Regions from separate parts of the Loxodonta africana genome. Here region 2 is linked to region 1. A link is a contact called in public Hi-C data. All regions are on one chromosome and are shown on one strand. The core of a region is the stretch at or near the end of the contact, and the rest is flanking DNA. Distances in the headings are between cores, read along the strand shown. Region 1 holds the start of EFHC1 (EF-hand domain containing 1). Region 2 holds the start of TMEM14A (transmembrane protein 14A).

Evidence for each region. Hi-C and Micro-C count contacts between places; a contact is called where the count stands out from the background.
Region 2: a contact with region 1 is called in a Hi-C map of blood, with 5 times the contacts expected there. The contact joins the promoter of TMEM14A here to the promoter of EFHC1 in region 1. A contact is called at or near these places in 2 of 3 Hi-C or Micro-C datasets (blood and fibroblasts).

Annotation. Positions count from the first base shown.
Region 1 is chr1:116,132,496-116,136,324 of mLoxAfr1.hap2, forward strand. It overlaps EFHC1 (EF-hand domain containing 1), which reads left to right and starts at 1,994. Exons shown (of 10, transcript XM_010587137.3): 1 at 1,994-2,199. The coding sequence starts at 2,137.
Region 2 is chr1:116,365,436-116,368,818 of mLoxAfr1.hap2, forward strand. It overlaps TMEM14A (transmembrane protein 14A), which reads left to right and starts at 2,120. Exons shown (of 5, transcript XM_064287372.1): 1 at 2,120-2,265.

The sequences.
Region 1 (3,829 bases), core at 744-3,243:
AAGAGGGGAGGGAAGGATTGGTTAACCATTAAAAACTGTTATCATGAAGAGTCAGAGAGAATGATAGTGATCAGCGATTCTGGGTGCTGAGCCCAGAGTCTGAGCATCAGTGAAGTGAGGTGGAGGCAAGTGGGAGAAGGGCCTTCTCTTTGAAAGGTTGAACTTGCTATCTTCAGATATTCTCCCACTGACTTGCTTCCATTGTTGGTTGGTGGCTAAAATAAAATGCAATGGATGGTTACTCTTAAAGTTTTTAGTACCTTCAGCAATGCCAATCCATTCATTAAAGTTCCTTTGTTTAATGTATTAAACCTCTGCCTTAAAGTATGCAAATGCTGTAATTGTACCCATGGGGCTGGGGCAGGGTGGGTAGGTAAAAAAGGACAAGAACAGGAAGCAGCCAGAAGTAGTAAGGGGAGAGGAAGAGTTAAGAGGAAAGAAACTCTTTGGGCAGAGTATGGTAGACAGCCACCAACAACTGCTTCAGGTGTCACTTAGTGGATTCGTGACCTGGGCCCCCTGAGCTTCACACCAATTAGTGAAACCCAACAGGGGAATTTGCTCTGACAAGCAGCAAGAAAACTAAAGCTGCTGACTGTACTGGCAGTAAACTACATAAGACACTGAGAAATGAGAAACGCCAAATGCCTTTTTTGTGAGCTTTACTATTCTTATGATAGTCTTAAACTGACTTATTGGAAATATCTATAAAAATCAGATTCCTGGGCCCCAGTTTTTTTTTTTTGGTTTGGGCTCCAGTTCAGACCTGCTGCTGCTGCTCTGTGCCCCCAATCGATTCCAGCTCATAGGGACCCTATAGGACAGAGTAGATCTGCCCCACAGAGTTTCCTAAACTGTAATCTTTAAGGGAGCAGATTGCCAGGTCTTTTATCCTGCTAAGCAGTGGGTTTGTGGTGGGTTCAAATCACCAACCTTTTGGTCAGTAGCTGGGCACCTAACCATTGTGCAACCAGGGCTCCTTACTTAAGACCCAATGACTCCAAATCTCTGGGCATCTGAGATTTTAAGCTCCTCAGCTTCCCCTCCTCCCCCCGCAAAGTTTTGAGAAATAGGGTATTATACATGGCATTTCTTTTAAGGAAAAATAAACAGGTTTTGTAAAAAGCAACAAAGATGAGAATGCCTGTAATGCTGCTGTTTCGCCTCACCTAATTTATTTGCTTCTTTCTCATGACTTGGGGTCCTGGTGGTGCACTGATTAAGCGTTTGGCTGCTGACCTAAAGGTCTGCAGTTCAAATCCACCAGCTGCTCTTTGGAAACCCAATAGGACAGTTCTACTCTGTCCTATAGGGTCGCTACGAGTCGGAATCGACAGGAGGCAATGCGTTTTTAATAGTAGTGCATCATGCCCTGTGGGGAATACACTCGGCCCGTCTGGCAAGAACCAGGAGGCTGCTGAAGCTCAGGGATTGACAGTAGAAGAAAAGAGGAAGGGGGAAAAGAGATAATTCGGCAGTAGGAAGATTAGGCATTAGTTCATTAAATATCTCTGAGCAACAGAAATACAATCATGAATAATCCATGGCCCCTGCCCCCAAGAAGCACCGGGTCTGGGGTCGGTAACATTTTAATTCGGCCCAACCATTTACACTTAGGTGTGAACTGAGACAGGGCCCTTTTTTGCAGAACTGGGAGAAAAGAGTGCCTAAGCGCACAGCGCCGGCGATTCGCGGTGAGGACAACGAAAACCCGGATGGAGAAAAAGACGGAAGTTCCCTTTTTCTATAACTCAGTTTAAGGCCTGCTGCGACCCCTGGACTTCATTGCGAGAACAACGGCCATCCCCGCACCCACCCCAACAATTCCCACGTCGGGTCAACAGAGAGGGAGCTTGGCGGGGGGAGGGTGCGGAGCGAGCAGGGCGGGGTCAACGCCGCCGGCCCACTAAACACGCAGCCCCGCCGCGGGCCATCTCACCGCGAGAACGCGGAGCCCTGCGGACGGCGCACGCGCAGACCTGCCATGCTGAACCTTAAGCCCCGCCCCTAGCTCGCGGGCTCTCGGGATGTTTCTGGTTACCATGGAGTCTCGAGGGGCCGGGGAAAGCAGCTTGTGGCCCGGGCAACCCGGAAGGACAGAGCCTGGCCGAGGGGGCACGGGTAGTAGCGACTGCGATGGTGTCCAACCCCGTGCATGGCCTGCCCTTCCTCCCGGGCACGTCCTTTACGGACCCTACGGTGAGGAGTCATCTGCCAACCTCCACCTGTGCCCGCCTTCCGGCAACTTCGGGGTCTCTTCGTCTAGCGCCCCTCCAATTCTCCTGGATCCGGGCTTGTCCTCGTCCTTCAAACCCGTCCTCTGCCCCAACCCTGTTGTCATTTCCCCCCGCAATTCTGTCGTCCTCCTCCTCCCAGCATCATTCTTCTCTCTGACTCTTTTTTTCTCTGATCCATCCATTTCTTCAGTTTTGCTGCGCCACCCTGGCCGTCTACCCACCTGCCCTTGTTTTTGTCGCCTTAGACGGTACTTCCTTGCTCTTCTGTTCCTTCACTCCCCGCTGCTTCTCCTTCTAGATCACTCTTTTCACCATTTTACTCCCAAATTCTCTCCTGGCCCTTTTCCTACCTCATTATCCCATACCGTATCCTGTCCCTCCCCAGCTCCGTCCTTAACCCCTAGCCTCGGCCTTTCTCCCGGTCTCCCCCTACTCAGCTTCTCTCCACTCTCATCTCCACGTCTGTCCTGCGTACACTCCCCTGACCCTTCGTTTCCGCGCCGCCCCTTCTTCTTATGAATCCTGGACCCAATAATCTCTCCCACCCCCAGCTCCATTTCTTGCTTGTGTAGCTTTTCCACTCATTCTCTTTCTGCCAGGCCCGTTTCCAAAGACTCCGCCCATCTCATTTATGCGTCTACCCAACCTCGTCCGAATTCTCTGCTGCACTTCTGCCTTTCCTACAGTCTAGTCCCACACTCTCCCCATCTTTGTTTTATCTTCTTTCTCAGTTACTGATTCTCAGAAAGTTAGACTTCCAACACTTGCCCGTCTTCTTCCCAAACCATTCCTTCCTGCTTTACAGACGACATTTCATCCCACTTCCCCCAGCCACAATTGATTAGTTGTTCTAGCTTTGTTCTTCTCACCCTAACACTTTTTTTGGTAAAAATTCCTATTTAGATTTTGTTTTTCTCCTTCCCCTAACCTTAAATGTTTTCTGTTGGGCTCTCTACAAAATTGAAAAACAAGAAAAGCCTGTGTTTTTTTTTTTCCCCTTGTAGCCCTTGGCAAAATTCTTTAGTATTTGTTTCAATTCTAACAGCGTTGCTGAAATGTCTGTTCTGGAAGGTCAGTACGTGAGATTCAGTAGGCAGTAGGCTGATTATCATAGATGATCCAACAACAGTTTGTTTATATAGTTTAATAATTTAAACTATAAGTTCCTCTCTACAGTCATAAGGTTAAGATAAAATATTTAGTTGATTTCCTTTGGGAGAGTTGAAATTGAAAATTTGGTCAGGAAATTTGGATTCTGAATCTCTTCTTCCTCGCAGCTATTCCAGCATTAAGACACAGCATCATAGATTTTTAGTTTCAGTGGGCTTTTCAGTTTTATTGGAGCCCTGGTGGCGCAATGGTTAAGAGCTTGGCTGCTAACCAAAAGGTCGGCAGTTCGAATCCACCAGCTGCTCCTTGGAAACCCTGTGGAGTAGTTCTGCTCTGTCTATAGGGTTGCTATGAGTCGGAATTGACTTGATGCCAAGGGGTTTTTGAGTTTTATAAGGAGTCCCTGGGTGGTACAAATGGTTAACATGGCTGGTAAGCAAAAAGTTGGAGGTTTGAGTCCACCCGGATGTGCCTTGGAAGGA
Region 2 (3,383 bases), core at 870-3,369, 230 kb after region 1:
TGGCATATGAGTTAAGTGGAGAATGGCCCTTCTGCCTAAAACCTCTTCATTCCCACATGTCTAAAAATATGGAATTCCCATGGTCTACAAAGAGTTGTTCTTTAGGTTAAGGAGAAACTGTCCTGCATAGGAATAATATGAGGCTGTTTTTAGCTTCTGATATTTCAGTAGCAGGGGTGGGAGGAGTCTCAGAGAGCATTTAGTGTAAGCTGCGTTTTTTAAATCCAGGCACTGAGGTCTAGGGGGACGTTTTTTACCCCAGTCATATCAGTTGAAGATAATGCATTCTGAGAAGGTTTGGGTTTTATTCTGAATAGGGAGAGTGTCCTAGGTGTCTGAGGAGAGAGAGGAGGTGGCTGGGGTAAGGATGACTATAGAAGGGAATGGGTGGAAAGGAGAACTCAGAGCCAAACTTCTGGACACCACTTCCTCCACTCCACATTCCAGTGCCTTAGCCATCAACTCTCCTGTGAACCTTCCTTGGGAATTTTATTAACTCTCTAGGACCAACTTGGAATTCTGATAAGTTAGATACAATCATATTACTTCCCTAAAGCACTTTCTTTTTTCCTGAAGCACTTTTAGGCACAAGGAATAGATTCTGTGAACAAAAAATTCACAAGATTCAAAATATATTCTTAGTTTTTTTTTTTAATTCAAAATTATTTTTTTGAGTTCACAAATCAATTGGTGGCTAGGTTCTAGGCTAGCATGCATTGGGAATGACTCTGCTTCAACTGTATTTCTCTACCTCCTGGGGCAGACAGGCTAGCCTGGGCATGTTCTTCTCACAGCAATGTCAGAGGTCCAAGAGAAGAAGAATAAATATATTAGTATGTTTTAAATTTCTGATCACATCACTTCAGCTGACATTCCATTAGCCAAAGCAAGTCATATGGCAAAAGCCATGGACACTAGAAGAAATAAAGAATTGGAGCCATTAATGCAATCTTCCACAACATTCATGAACTCTTACCAGTCTTTTCAAGGGCATCTTGAATGCATTCTTATTTTCCATCTACATTTACACTGCCTAAATTTGAACATCATCATATTTTGTCTCAAATATTGGGATAGTTTTAAAATGGTTTCTCTGCCTTCAATGTTGCCTAACTTCATCCTTCATACTCGTAACTACATTTTTTTTTTCTAAAAAAATTTTTTTGTTTTGTCTTGTTTAAAATTCCTATTGACTAACTTTCAGGATGGCTCACACACACTCCTAAACTAGAACAACCTAACCCTATAGTCTCCTTTTTTACTATTGTTTCTATTGCAGCTGGTACTCCAGCTAACCCGTCTTTTTTCATTTTAAGGAATTTTGTTATCATTCCCAGCCCCACAGCACTTAGAGCTGCCTGATGAATCCTAGGCGGCAGCCTTCTTCAAATCTCTGAAGGTCTGTTTTGAGGAAGGGGATTGGAGTTCTGCATACAGCCTAGAAGACAAAATGAATGAGATGAGTAGATGTTACCCCAAGACATAATTCCAGGTCAACCTAAGGTCCATCTTTGAGGATGGGTTACACTGGGACTAGACAAGATTTAGTGTGCCTTCCAACTCTGAGATTTTGTACCTTTCTCCTCAGACATCTAAACCCAGCAAATCCTGGGTGTGGGGTATAAGGCCAGGATGCTGATCTCTCAGTCACATACAGATTATCCTGCAGACGATGCGGTGTACTGAAGGGTGCTTTGGTTATGTAGCTCTTGCGACATTCAGGTTCTAACCTCTGCAGGCCACTTAGCTAAGACTTTGAGCAACTAAATCACTTCACCTTTCTGAACCTTAGCTCCCTCCACTGAAAACGGGGACAATCTGCTGGAGCGTATGTAAAAGGTATGGGTTGCTGTAGAGGTCCCACAAACGGCCCTTGAATGATGAACGGATTTGACTGTCAAAAACCTTTCCCTCCCGGGATCCCTGTTACACCCAGCCCCGCCCCCTGCAAGTGCCTCTTCGTCCAGCAGGAGGCAGCAGACCCTGACACCTTCCTCGGCTCAGGGCCAGGGCCGAAAGGTAGGCAGACGGAAGAAGTGGGCAGGTCCGGCCGCCACCCGGGATGCTGCCCCACCCGCGCTCTGCGTCGGGCCGTCCGGGCTCCGCCCCTCGGCCCGCTGGGCCTAAGCGGGGCCGAACAGAGGGGAGAACAGGGAGCGGCGTAGCGCATGCGCGCATCCGGGAAGGAGCCGCCGGAGCCGAGCAGGGGAACGTAGAACGGAGACTCGTAAGGCGCTGGCCGCTGGCACCGATTCTGGATTTCAGGTACGGTTCTTGCCAGCACCTGACCTCCTACTTGCCTGTTTTCTGTAACGAGGAGGGCTCGGGGCTGCAAGTGAGGTGTGCATTCCGTATTCGAGACCTTCCCACCGTGAATTTTCTTGCAAAGACGCAGAAATAAAAATGGTCTTTGCTGGGCGTGTCCTCCCCCCACCATCCCTACAGCTGGCAACCGTGCAGGTGACCTTGGGAGGATTTTGCAGCGGCTGGGGTCTGCCCTCCGGAGGATCGCCTGTCTCCTGCTTATGGGAGTTCCCCGAATTTCTTCCTCCTCTTGGTCTTGAACCTCCCACGTGCCCTTTCTCCTACCTTCGTGGAACTAGAGAGAGTTGAAGACGGGATTGGGACTCATGGACCATTGCAATTATACTTGGTAGGGTTTTAACCTTCCCACCACCTCCCTGACTTCACTAAAAAATATCTCTTCCGTGTCCCAAGGAGCCCAAGGGTAGGTAATTTTCGATACTCTTAGCACGTGAAAATGTGTTTTATATAGTAGTTTACGAAAATCTCCTAGTGGGTTTCCCAAAGTTTGGAAGACTTGGGCTGGGGGCGACGCAGGGCCCTGTCACCTGTTATGTATGCAGTGTAGTAAATCATTTTACTGCATTGCACACAAGATGCTTTCTGGCTTTTTTAAGTTCTGAGCATCACGGTTGAAGTGGGAGCATATGATGTGCTGAGCGCATAACCTCTCTTCCCCATTCACTTTCACGCAGTCCTCTGGATTTCTGCCTCTGGTCACGCCAAATGGCCCTGCCATGGGAAGGAGCAAGAGGGGTAGTTTGTGCTTCGTCTTAATTTTCAGTGAGAAGAGAAACCTCTTGCAAGGATTGGGAATAGGTTTTATTTTATCTCCTTAAGGAAAATGACATTCAGTTCATTGAGGAGATTAAGAGGCTAGGTGTTTTCTTGGCAATTGAGCTACAGTATGTGTGTTACAGAATGTCTTAAGGCAGAAGCTGTGTCTTCTTCCTTCCTTGGAAACCCTGCTGGTGTAGTGGCTAAGTGCTACGGCCGCTAACCAAAGGGTTGGCAGTTCAAATCTGCCAGGTGCTCCTTGGAAACTCTATGGGGCAGTTCTGCCCTGTCCTGCAGGGTTG